2 separate regions of the Pan troglodytes genome follow, and region 1 is linked to region 2. Evidence: chromatin contacts called from public Hi-C data. All regions are on one chromosome and are shown on one strand. Each heading gives the region's core, a stretch centred on a gene start, on an enhancer-like site or on the middle of the called end of the contact. The rest is flanking DNA. Distances are from core to core; before and after follow the strand shown. Region 1 holds the start of SLC12A6 (solute carrier family 12 member 6). Region 2 holds the start of PGBD4 (piggyBac transposable element derived 4).

Region 1 (7,123 bases), core at 2,782-5,281, 240 kb after region 2:
TTGCGCCCTTGTACCCCAGCCTGGGCAACAAGTGTGAAACTCCATCTCAAAAAAAAAAAAAAAAAAAAAAACTTCATGTGTCACCTCCTGTTTGTGTGATGTAATGTGAGTAGAAGACATATGACAAGAAACTTCGGGTGGGAAGTTTCTCTACAGGAAGAAATGTGGGAGGCATGGGGGAAAGGAGAATCATACTAATGTCACAACCACAGAAGGATGTACAAAGGGTGAAAAAATTCAGAGAACTGTAAATACTAAAATAGCAAACTAATTGTGAAATGCACTATGAGCTTAAGGAGAGTCAACTGTAGAAAGGATGCAGTTGTTATCTATATTAAAGCCAGCCTAGAGGGAAGTGTATATTAACATTAGGCCCTTTTCTTCACAACAGCACCCTCTGAAGATCTACATCTAAATCTAACAAGGGCTTTCACATACTGAGAAGTCAAGGGTGAAATAATTGTGTTTCTGAGTGGTTTCTTCTAATGGTGGGGAAAATTTATCACATGATGACAGTCATCATAAGAATTTTTTTAAATATAGAAAGAAAAAAAAAGAGAAAAGGTAGGTCACTGAGAAAGTAGAAAGTTCCACGAGAATAGGGCAAAGTCCTCTCTAATGGCCAGACTATTAATTTCCCTTTCATCTGGGTACCGGAGAATATTTAAACATTAAATAAGGAATGTGTTATATAGAGAACCAAGCTTTTAACATCTGTAACCACGTAAACAAACATAAATTTCACTTAGATATGTCCCCATTTTTACCCCTGTAGTCCCATTTTTACCCCTATAGTGTAAAAGGATACCACTTTAGACTGTAAAGAATGCTTAAGGGTAACGTAAGAACCGCAGACTGGACAAGGATCCTGTTCTGCTGGTCTAACACATTACTAAGTCCACTTTTCCAAAGAATAAAAATACAATTCTGTAACATGTAAGTCACAAGTCTAACAAACTAAACTATAAATTACCTAATGATAATTACAATATTAAGAAATTAACACTGGTATAGTCTTTACCTGGAATTTTTACAACCTAAACACAGCATGATGGATAAAAACTAAAACCACAATTTGGAATTAATTTGGAGGAAGAGGAAATGATGAATTTGTATTCCATACTGTAATTTTAATCCAGTGTATGACACACTGTAAAATTTGTCAAAAAGTTGAAAACAGTAAAGTCTGAGAACCAACCTATGTCTCCATAAAAGAAAAAATGATTAGTCAAGGATGAGTGAATTCTAGGACTGTAAACTTTACCAAATCTACCTTGTCTCCAGATACTAAAAACACAAACAGAATTAGGGAACTAAAATCATTCTGGTTTCCTGAACCCTTTAGGTTAAAAGGAACAATATTTCCTGACACCGGAAAATGGTGAGTAAGCCTTGCTTTCACAAGTCAGTGGGTGAGGCTATGGTTTTCAAACTTGGGTGGAATATTATTTTAAGAGTCTTTAAGGGAAATTTTTATCATTAAAAGATTACATTAGTTACAACACAGCATAAAACTAAATATATAAAGCAGTACAGGTCTCAAACTTTTAAATTTCAGAGTCCAAAAAATGTTATGATCTCCCCATTTTCTCTCTTCTCTCTCTTCCATCACCTCTTCCCAGTACATCAAATAAAACCAAGCCAGCTGACACACACAAACTGGTTTAGGAAGCTAAAGGGCTGTAGCAGTCAACATGAGCCAGGAGTGGCTTGTGTGCTACCTGCTAACTCTAATCATCAGACTTTCCATCTAAAGCTCAGAGAGAATAAATTACATGGGAATCAGGCCCTAAAAGCCTTTTCAGAAGTCTTCCATTTGACAGAATAGCACATTAGGTCTACCCACCATCACCCTGAGTGGGCTTAGCTACTTGTGTCAAGGTCTCCATAAAAATACAGATTTCAAAAAAGAATTTTGCAATACACATTCGAAGTCTTGGAGGAAAGCTGCTAAGATACGACCAGTAACTACTCCATGAAACCAGTCTTAAAGCAGACTGAAATAGCCAATGATGGCTACAGAACACATATCCAACTCACTAAATTTTAAAATTTAGGATTCTGTGTGCTGAAAACGATTACATTCTTTGATATTCACCTTTAACCAAAATACCCACTTCATTTCTAAGAAGACAAAAATGAGGAAGTTAAAATATACATTTGCCTTCCTTCTTGTCATACACGTTCCCACATACCAAATTACTACTGCAAAGAGCCACTATGCTATTATTCCAAAGAGTTCCTAAGCATCTCACAAAGAGATGCCTTGGTTCCTGATGACTATTATAATCATAATTATATGATTATGATCTTCCAGATCCATAGATGGTCATCTTGGATAAAGAAGCCAGTAATGAAAGTATGCTGCGGTCTGTGTTTCTGCTTACCCTCGATGACATCCTGGGGGTGAGAAGTCCGGTCACTGGGTGGATCCAGTGCAACAGTTGCCAGCGAAGTGGTGGCCCCAGACATCTCACTCATAGGCTCACTCCGGCTTGTTTCAGGCACGCTTTCCCGGGAGCTAAATCTTACTCGGGAACTAGATCGAGAGCTGAGGTCTGGACTGGTGTCTGACAAACCTGGAATGTCATCGATCTTTGTCGGTGTCACCATGAACCGAACTGAAGCCATCTTGGTGGTGGTTTCTGGAGGATGCATTTTGTTCTTTTTAAGAACAAAAAAAGTGGGGGGAACCTCGCAAAATCTTCCTCTTACGCTAGCTACTTTTGACTGCAATACAAAAGGTAACTTGAAAAATAACACATTTCAATAACCTTGATTCACACCACACAAAAAGCCCCAACTAAGAATACTTCTACTCAGAATTCAAGCCGACTGCCCTAGAAAGTGCATCACCAATAGATGAATATATTTTTTAAGAGAGAAAAAAACAAAAAACAAAAAGACAAAACAATGCCAATCTTGTGTGACTTCTTTCCTTCAGAATGAAGAGCTACCTAGCTAACCCCTCTGGTCCGGGGCTGAAGGCTCAGTGCCATGGTCTCAGGGCAGCAGATGAAGCCTCCCTCCCCTCAGCCCCCAGTTTCCTGTCGAGGTAGTCCTTTATCTGATGAGTGTCCCACGGTTCTAGTTGGGCGAAGTGCGTGCAGGCAAACCTTTATCAGGCGACTATAGCGTGGATCAGATTGCAAAAAGGTGTACACCCGGCCACCTGTTGTGTATCAGGTGAATACCCCACAGGTCTGGCTGGGGGGAGGTGTATGCAAAGCCACCCGGTGTTTTTGATGTCGACAATCCACTTGGGTCTGGTTGGAAAGGTGCACATGCATAACGGGAAAAATAACCCACACTACTGACAGAAGGGTGAGCAGAGGAGGATGCAGGGGCAGAGCGGATTCCTGTCTCCGAGAGGTCGGTGGGGGTGGCGCGCCCGCTCTTCTCCTAGCAGAAAGGTCCTCGGGGTCTGGGAGGAGGTTAGCGGATCAAGACACCTCGGACTGCAGCTCAGAGTCGTGGCAAGTCGTAGCTAGTCCACTGAGCCACGGTCCGCTCGCTAGGTTTCTCCTGCGTGTGACAGGACGAGCCACCCCCTTTGCCGGAGGCGCGTTCTCCCCTACCCCCGCCCCGGCGCAGGTCACCCCCTCGTCGTTCTTCCTCCGGGTCCCAGTAGAGGAGGAGACGGTCACGCAGGCTGGCCTGACTGGGCAGCAGGGTGAGGGAGAAGGAGGTCGCAGGTGCAGTATCCCGGCGCCAGCTGATGCGGGTGCGCGCGCAGCTGTTGTTTACTAGCCGGTAACTGTTTCAGAGCCGCGGCGCGCGCAGGGTTCGCGCTGCCTGGGCTGGCGCCCCCTCCCCGGCCCGACGCCAGAGCAGCAGTTACGTGACCTGGCCTCCCCCAGCCCCGGGCCCGACGGGGTGCGCCCGCGCCGCCGCAGCCCTTCCCTTCCCTCCCTGCTTGTTCCTCATTCGAGGTGAACCTTGCGAAGAGAAGCCCGGGGTTGCAGTGAGAGGGCGGAACCGTCCCGCGGGCGCCCGAAAGCCCCGCCCAGCCGCCGCAGCCCGCGGTGACCGACTGCAGCGCGCCTGCGCTCGCCGCGGGACACGGCAGGCGGGGCGGGGCCGAATACGAGTGGCCAGGGGCACGACGGGAGTTGTAGTCCAGGGCACGGCCCGACCCGCGTGAAGAGGGGAATAATCCTTTTCCTTGGTCCGGCTGTGCTGCACACTCACTCTGGAAGCATCCTAGAGGGCGGGCGCTGCTCCTCACCCTCAGAACCCGGGGAGCCATTTCTCTTTCATGAGTGTCTCTGAAAACATCATTCATGATTTCTTTAACCAGAAACACCGCTCCTATACCTGGGAATAACCCTCATTGTAATTTTTATGTAGAGGTCTACATACAAATAAACCACTTTTATGTAAAAAAAAAAAAAATTAAAACTATAAAGTAGGCCTGGCGCGGTGGTTCACGACTGTAATCCTAGCACTTTGGGAGGCTGAGGCGGGCGTGATCACCTGAGCTCAGGAGTTCCAGACCAGCCTGGCCAGCATAGCGAAACCCCGTCTCTACCAAAAATTCAAAAATTAGCCGGGCGTGGTGGCGTGTGCCTGTAATTCCAGCTATTCCTTAGACTGAGGCAGGAGAATCGCTTGAACTCGGGAGGCGGAGGTTGCAGTGAGCCGAGAACGCACCATTGCACTCCAGCCTGGGGGGACAAGAGCAAAACTCCGTCTCAAAGAAATAAATAAATAAAAATAAAACTATAAAGTACCTTAAACACATTTGTCCTACTTTAATTTTTTGTTGTTGTTCTTGTCCTTTTAATAAATGCTATGTCCACTTTCTAGTCAGACTGAAAGTTCCACTAAATAATACATTTTTTTATACCTGGAGAAGACGTTGATGTATTTTCTCAAATCCATTCCATGTTTTCACCACTACGTTTGTCGCTAGAATATTTTTTCTTAGTGTTTATTTAATGTATAAATGGAGGTGTTCGATAAATTCTGACTCACCAATGTTTTGTTTGAAAAGCTATTTCCTATAGCTGTGATCAAGACCTCTAAATTTAACAATCACCTGGGCCCAGAAACTGGCCCCTGGTTTTGCCTGGGGTCTTGGCTCCTCACAAGTGGTTATGTTTAAGCAGCACTCCTAGTAATGGGAACTGTATTCCCGGAAGTTCTCTTTTATCAAATGACACACAAAGTCCAAATCCTTTCAAGGATTGAAGGATCAAAAAGGTTAAAAAGATCCTGGTAACAAAATGAGAAATCCTAATGTAAAGTGTAAACCTCCTAAAGTTTGACTCTTTATAAAGTCTGGGTTTCTTGATTCAGGCCCACAGCTTTCATCCAGCCTCAGCAGGATCAATTTTTTCCTCAGGCAGGCCTGCCGTTCATTCAAACTTCAGACTTTTCCTTTATAAAGAAACAGAATTTTTATGAAACCCAATTTCCTACCATTGTATCTGCATTTACTTATATATACCACCTAATTCCAATATACTATCCCTGTTAAGACTTTTCTTGTTTCTGAGCACTAACCAAGCTCTATAAATGTGTGTCTCAGACGTTAATACCCCAGGGATCTCTTTATTTTCTCAGGGAGACACAGCCTCTGGTGCAAAATGAAGCCTCATTCCTCAGGGGATCTCTTATGGAAAAAGTCCTTTTTATATTCATGCCAGTTTGCTTTCTCTCCTCTATATTCATTAGGAATATTTTCAGGTTAAAGCTTTTAAGTCTACACAGGTGGTAGCATGGAGCAATGCTAATTCTTTTTTTTTTTTTTTTCTTTTTTGTAAGATAAAGGCAGAACTGCAGCCAACATTAAAAAAATGGTAGCAAAATTCACTTACTGACTTTGGTGCTTAAGAAACGTGTCTCCAATCATTATCCCCTTAATTGGATAAGATAACTTTTAAAAATCTTTCAGATCCAATGTTATATCCAATCCTGTAAGTGAACAAGCTAAGAAATAAAATTGCTCGACAGGAAACAAGTATCCCATTTCCACTTTCTCTAAGTTAACTCTTTAAAATCCTTCAGATCCAATGTTAAGAACCCTGCAAGTAAGCGAACAGGCTAAGAAATAAAATTCCTTGACAGGAAACAAGTATCTCATTTCACCATTCCTATATGTTTCAGTAATGTATTTCAAAATCATCTGTCTTCTATTAATTATGACTCCAGTTGAGAGATTTTTTTTTTTTCTTTTCAGCAACCCACAACTATCCTGAACTTTTCTGCTGGGATGGTCAAATAGCAAGATCCAAGAAAAGCAAAGTCTGGCCGGGCACTGTGGCTCACGCTCGTAATCCCAACACTTTAGGAGGCCAAGGCAGGAGGACAGCTTGAGCCCAGGAGTGCAACACCAGCTTGGGCAACATAGTGAGACCTCGTTTCTATAAAAAATTAAAAAATGGGGTGGACCGCTTGAGACAGGGAGGTAGAGGCTGCAATGAGTTGTGATCACATCACTGCACTCCTGCCTGGACCACAGGAGTGAGACCTGACTCAAAAAAAAAAAAAAAAAAAAAGTATTTCCAGGGCATGTCTTCATAAATCACATCTGTGCTAATTTAAGTTATATCTGCTTCTGGAATCTAGAATTTTTATCATAGAAAATAAAGATTGCAGAATTAAAATACAGACTCCACAAAGCAATTTTAAAATCCGCAGCACTAGGCCGGCCAAGGTGGCTCATGCCTGTAATCCCAGCACTTTGGGAGGCTGAGAAGGGCGGATTACTTGAGGTCAGGAGTTTGATATCAGCCTGACCAACAAGGTGAAACCTTGTTTCTACTAAAAATACAAAAATTAGCCAGGTATGGTGGTGTGCGCCTGTAGTCCTAGCTACTCGGGAGGCTGAGGCAGGAGAATAGCTTGAACCCAGGAGGCGGAGGTTGCAGTGAACCAAGATGGCGCCACTGCACTCCAGCCTGGGGTACAAGAGCAAAACTCCATCTCAAAAAAGAAAGAAAGAAAGAAAGAAAGACAGACAGACCCAGGCCAGGTGTGGTGACTCATGCCTGTAATCCCAGCACTTTGGGAGGCTGAGGTGGGTGGATCACTTGAGGTGAGGAGTTTGAGACCAGCTTGGCCGACATGGCGAAACCCTGTCACTACTAAAAGAAATACAAAAATTAGCCAGGTGTGG
Region 2 (6,406 bases), core at 2,514-5,013:
CCCTGACTCAACCAATTTCAAAACATATTTTCAGATCCAGAAAAAAACAAACTGATGACAGTGGAACACAAATAATATCAGAAATAATTAAAGAAAAAGCAAATATATTTATCATCCTAAGGTAAATATTTTACTTGAGAAAAATAACATAAAGTTTGCAATACAAAATTTAAAATTCATCCTTAAAAATGTACTCTACAAAATGTAGGCCTTATTGGATCCTGACTTGAAAGAATGATTATATAAAAAATATTGTTGAGATAACTGAGGAAACATAAAAATGGGACTGTTAGATGATATTAAGGCATGATTATTTTGTTGAATCAATAATGGTAATGTGGTTTTTGTTTAAGTCCTTATTTTTTGGAGATACATAATAATGCTTTTACAAGTAAAATCCTATTATGCTTAGAACCATTTAAAAATATTTCAGAAAGAAATTAATGAGGTACACAAAAGACATGAAACAAAACAGTAGAATGCCATTCTATAAATGTTTGAAAATTTCTATAATAAAAAGTGCAAAAAAGTATAGAATATAATATTACTATGTAAACAAACAAACAAACAAAAACACATGAAAACCACCTGTCCAAAAACAGAGGACTGGTTAAATAAATTATGGCTTATATACATTGTGATGATAGCAAGAAATGGCATGAGGAGTCTTCAGGCCCAATTCCCTTTATCTCCATTAACTAAGTCCTAAGCCACCTCCAGTAAGCACAAATATAAGTCAAAACTGTGTGCTAGTCATGCAAAACAGCTACAATACAAATTACCTACCCCTTTTCCAATAAGATTATCACCATAAACTCCTCATATTAATTCTCCATCAATGTTTCTTTTTTTCCTGAGAGACGGGGTTTTGCTCTGTAGCCCAGGCTGGAATGCAATGGCATGATCACAGCTCACTACAGCCTCAACCGCCTTGGCTCAAGTGATCCTCCCACCTCAGCCTCCTGAGTAGCTTGGACTACAGGTGCACACCACCACTCCTGGCTAATTATTTATTTTTTGTAGAGATGGGGTCCCACTATGTTGCCCCAGCTGGTCTGAAACTCCTGGGCTCAAGCGATCCTTCCACCTCAGCCTCCCAAAGTAAGATTACAGGTATGAGCCACCGCGCCTGGAAATTCTCCATCAACCTTTCTACATACAAATAAAGAACATGAAATGGTATCAAAAGCTGTTCAAAAATATTAAGTGAAAAAGGCAGGATACAAACTACTACATGTTGTATTTTACTAGTAAAAACCTAAGTCATATGATTCCAAAAGAAGCTGGAAAAATGGCAGGCACCGTGGCTCACGCCTATAATCCCAAAAATGTGACAGGCTGAGGCAGAAATATCACTTGAGGCCAGGAGTTTGAGACTACACCGGGCAACATAGCAAGACCCTGTCTCTACAAAAAATTAAAAAATTAGCTGGACATGATGGCGTCCGCCTGTAGTCCTATCTACTCAGGAGGCTGAGACAGGAGGATCACTTGAGTACAGAAGTTCGAAGCTGCCATGAACTATGATCTCGCCACTGCACTCCAGGCTGAGTAACAGAAAAAGACCTTGTCTCAAAAAAATAAAAAGAAAGATACAATGAAACATTAAGGGTTGTTTTCCTACTTTGTTTCTAATATACTATTTTTAAACAGAAATTAAATGCTTTTTAAAAGAACTGTATACAGAAGAGTGGCCAAATGGTCAATTAAGGCTTATTCCTAAAGCTTAATGAGAACTTTATCATTAAAACATCATTAATTAGGGTAAACTCTAACGAATGCCCTAATGCCAGATTCTTAATGACAGACAGCAGTAAAATACTGGTTGTAAATTTGTCACTATTTATTAATCTGAGGTTGAATAACCACTCAAGGGCACTTAGATGATCTGAACAAATATGTAAATCAGATTTGGATTTAAATGTCTACATTTAAGTTGTCTGATTTTCAGATACCATTTGCTGGTGTACGAACCCACCAAAGGAAATACTTCCTAATTATTTGCTTTCAGTTTACAGTTTCACCTCCAAGTAAGGGTGGAAAGATTTAAAACAACATACGCGTGCCTAGACATTTCAAAAGCAGGCTGCTGCAAAACTAGTGCTAACAAATTCGTCCTGTCTTTTAATATAGACAGAAAACCCACTTCCACTAATAGCATGAAAGGACAGAAGCAAGAAAGCAATGTAGAGGAACCCTAGTCTCACATAAATGACAAGTGTGATATAGCAAATCTCTCGATGAATTCAACTGTAAAAAAGAACAACAATCCCACCCCCAAGCAAAAAAAAAAAAAAAAAAAGTGCTTTGATTAGGGATTTCAGAGCCTATTAATTTTAGAAGCAGTAACATTAGCCTCCCAGTCTATGTCGTCACTAGAAGCCCTTTGGGTTTTGAGAATTCCCACTTGTGTCGCATCTTTCTACATAATAACAAGCTACCAAAAGACTGAAGTGAATGCAAAAAACGACTAGGTTCTAGGGAAACCAGATGAGATATAAAAGAATCCAACAAGAGACTAATAAGGGTCCACCTGTCCCCAGGGCCCAGGAATGATCGTCCCCACATGGGGCCAAAATAAGGTTGGAAATAACTGACTCCAAGCTCTGACCAGGGCAGGGGGTGAGCGCCTGCCATGCTCATTCCAGAGGTACAGGACCAGGAAAGGGAAAGCATCCGACTGCCTCCCAAGGTCTCCCGGCATAGACCGTTAGCGGCACCCTCCCCTTCAGTCTGAGACAGCGATGTTGTCCCGTCCTGACGCTTAACTCTCCTGGTGGGGTCCCTGTCCGGCCTCCATCCCAGCCTTTTTCCCGCTGCCCTCAGGATGCTCACTTAAGGAAACCGACGTGCTCTTCTCCGTCTACCAGCACTCGGGCCGCCGAGATCCAGTCCTGAGGCTTCACCCCTGGAACAACTGCACGCCCCTCAATCTTGAAGCGATCTCCTATGCCGACCCCACTCCCTCCCGATCCCTCAGCAGCAGCCCCGGGCACCTCCGAGCTCTGGACATCCCCCGATAGCAGCAGCAGCAGCAGGACGGGAAAGAAGCCCCACAGAGCGGCCGCCATGACAGCAGCTCTGCACTCAGACCGGCAGCCCCGGAAGCCCTCCCAGTCTCCCGGCCGCCACCGCCGCCGCTGGCGGCTTGATGTTGTCATCACTGCGCGCCCGTTTCTGTCATAAGCTGTGGGATCCAACCAGAGGGAAGAGATGATGGCCGATCGACTAGCGAGGCGGAAGTAAGGCGGAAGTACTGCCCTTAGCTCCCGGCACTCTGGATTGGAAGACGGCGCACAGAGCATGTGTCAAGTGCCTATGAAGCGGACTGCCCATGAAGTGAAAGTCAAGTGTGTGTTGCTGCGGCAGCCACGGAGGCCAAGGACCTCACGGGAGTAAAAGATGACGAGACTGGCTTCGGGAGAAACACCATCCAGAAGAGACCTTTCAAAAAACTTCTAGAGACTCCCCAAGACGTATGAGATGAAAGGCTTCTTCTGTCTGTGTGCGTTTAACCCCTTTCTCCTTAGCCCCGAGATTACGCGCTGCTGTGCCTGCGACTGCAGCGTTTACGCCGAGATAACTCGTGGATTACAGTGCCAACCTTACTCCCAAAGTTTGCCACGAAATATCTCGTTTCTGTTATTTTCGCATGGTTCTGGTATATTGACTTTTGAAACAAAAGACATCATTCTATTTATAGCATTCTGTTTTTAGTAGTGGTATTTCCATCTACAAAATATAGTAATTCTCGATCGCTGAAATGTCAAATCCTAGAAAACGTAGCATTCCTATGCGTGATAGTAATACCGGTCTCGAACAGTTGTTGGCTGAAGATTCATTTGATGAATCTGATTTTTCGGAAATAGATGATTCTGATAATTTTTCGGATAGTGCTTTAGAAGACGATAAGATCAGGCCTCTGTCCCATTTAGAATCTGATGGAAAGAGCTCTACATCAAGTGACTCAGGGCGCTCCATGAAATGGTCAGCTCGTGCTATGATTCCACGTCAAAGGTATGACTTTACCGGCACACCTGGCAGAAAAGTCGATGTCAGTGATATCACTGACCCATTGCAGTATTTTGAACTGTTCTTTACTGAGGAATTAGTTTCAAAAATTACTAGAGAAACAAATGCCCAAGCTGCCTTGTTGGCTTCAAAGCCACCGGGTCCGAAAGGATTTTCGCGAATGGATAAATGGAAAGACACTGACAATGACGAGCTCAAAGTCTTTTTTGCAGTAATGTTACTGCAAGGTATTGTGCAGAAACCTGAGCTGGAGATGTTTTGGTCAACAAGGCCTCTTTTGGATACACCTTATCTCAGGCAAATTATGACTGGTGAAAGATTTTTACTTTTGTTTCGGTGCCTGCATTTTGTCAACAATTCTTCTATATCTGCTGGTCAATCAAAGGCCCAGATTTCATTGCAGAAGATCAAACCTGTGTTCGACTTTCTTGTAAATAAATTCTCAACTGTATATACTCCAAACAGAAACATTGCAGTTGATGAATCACTGATGCTGTTCAAGGGGCCATTAGCTATGAAGCAGTACCTCCCGACAAAACGAGTACGATTTGGTCTGAAGCTATATGTACTTTGTGAAAGTCAGTCTGGTTATGTGTGGAATGCGCTTGTTCACACAGGGCCTGGCATGAATTTGAAAGATTCAGCCGATGGCCTGAAATCATCACGCATTGTTCTTACCTTGGTCAATGACCTTCTTGGCCAAGGGTATTGTGTCTTCCTCGATAACTTTAATATATCTCCCATGCTTTTCAGAGAATTACATCAAAATAGGACTGATGCAGTTGGGACAGCTCATTTGAACAGAAAACAGATTCCAAATGATCTGAAAAAAAGGATTGCAAAGGGGACGACTGTAGCCAGATTCTGTGGTGAACTTATGGCACTGAAATGGTGTGACGGCAAGGAGGTGACAATGTTGTCAACATTCCACAATGATACTGTGATTGAAGTAAACAATAGAAATGGAAAGAAAACTAAAAGGCCACGTGTCATTGTGGATTATAACGAGAATATGGGAGCAGTGGACTCGGCTGATCAAATGCTTACTTCTTATCCATCTGAGCGCAAAAGACACAAGGTTTGGTATAAGAAATTCTTTCACCATCTTCTACACATTACAGTGCTGAACTCCTACATCCTGTTCAAGAAGGATAATCCTGAGCACACGATGAGCCATATAAACTTCAGACTGGCATTGATTGAAAGAATGCTGGAAAAGCATCACAAGCCAGGGCAGCAACATCTTCGAGGTCGTCCGTGCTCCGATGATGTCACACCTCTTCGTCTGTCTGGAAGACATTTCCCCAAGAGCATACCAGCAACGTCCGGGAAACAGAATCCAACTGGTCGCTGCAAAATTTGCTGCTCCCAATACGACAAGGATGGCAAGAAGATCCGGAAAGAAACGCGCTATTTTTGTGCCCAATGTGATGTTCCGCTTTGTGTTGTTCCATGCTTTGAAATTTACCACACGAAAAAAAATTATTAAATACCGAGCATCATACACATCTGTTCCATTAGGATTAGAGACAAGTTCTGTTTAGAAATAACTCCAAGATTGGGAGGCCGACCTGGGTGGATCACCTGAGATCAGGAATTCAAGACCAGCCTGGCCAACATGGTGAAACCCTGTCTCTACTAAAAATACAACAATTAGCTGGATGTGGTGGCACATGCCTGTAATCCAAGCTACTTGGGAGGCTGAGGCAGGAGAATTGCTTGAACCCATGAGGCGGAGGTTGCAGTGAGCTGAGATCACACCACTGCACTCCAGCCTGGGTGACATAGCGAGACTCCATCTCAAAAAAAAGAAATAACCCCAAGAACAGTTTTGTTGTTTTTGTTTTGTTTTGTTTTGTTTTGAGACGGAGTTTCACTCTTGTTGCCCAGGCTGGAGTGCAATGGCATGATCTTGGCTCACTGTAACCTCCACCTCCCAGGTTCAAGCGATTCTCCTGCCTCAGCCTCCCTAGTAGCTGGGATTACAGGCATGTGCCACCACACCCACTTAATTTTGCATTTTTAGTAGAGACTGGGTTTATCCATGTTGGTCAGGCTAGTCTTGACCTCCCGACCTCAGGTGATCCGCCCATCTGGGCCTCACAAAGTCCTGGGATTATAGGCGTGAGCCACTGCGCCTAGCACCAAGAACAGTTTTTATATTTTATTTTCACATTGAAAATCAGTCAGATTTGCTTCAGCCTCAAAGAGGGTGTTTATGTAAAACTAAATGAGTGCAGGCAGCGAGCTACACTTTTTTTTTTTCCTAAATGGAAAATGGGAAGGAGATACTGTCTCTGAACAAAAATAGATGGAAAAACACATAACTGTTAACTAAGGGTTGCCTCTAGTGAAAAGGATTGGAAGACAATTT

What was found. A called contact is a pair of places that touch in the nucleus more often than the background predicts.
Region 1: a contact with region 2 is called in a Hi-C map of induced pluripotent stem cells, with 1.7 times the contacts expected there. The contact joins the promoter of SLC12A6 here to the promoter of PGBD4 in region 2. A contact is called at or near these places in 2 of 7 Hi-C or Micro-C datasets (blood and induced pluripotent stem cells).

What each region holds. Positions count from the first base shown.
Region 1 is chr16:26,259,757-26,266,879 of NHGRI_mPanTro3-v2.0_pri, forward strand. SLC12A6 (solute carrier family 12 member 6) reads right to left here and starts at 4,032. Exons shown (of 26, transcript XR_010151588.1): 1 at 2,388-4,032.
Region 2 is chr16:26,024,760-26,031,165 of NHGRI_mPanTro3-v2.0_pri, forward strand. PGBD4 (piggyBac transposable element derived 4) reads left to right here and starts at 3,764. Exons shown (of 1, transcript XM_016927898.3): 1 at 3,764-6,406. The coding sequence starts at 3,764. The coding sequence ends at 5,521. EMC7 (ER membrane protein complex subunit 7) reads right to left here and starts at 5,542. Exons shown (of 5, transcript XM_510278.7): 1 at 2,836-5,542. The coding sequence starts at 3,305.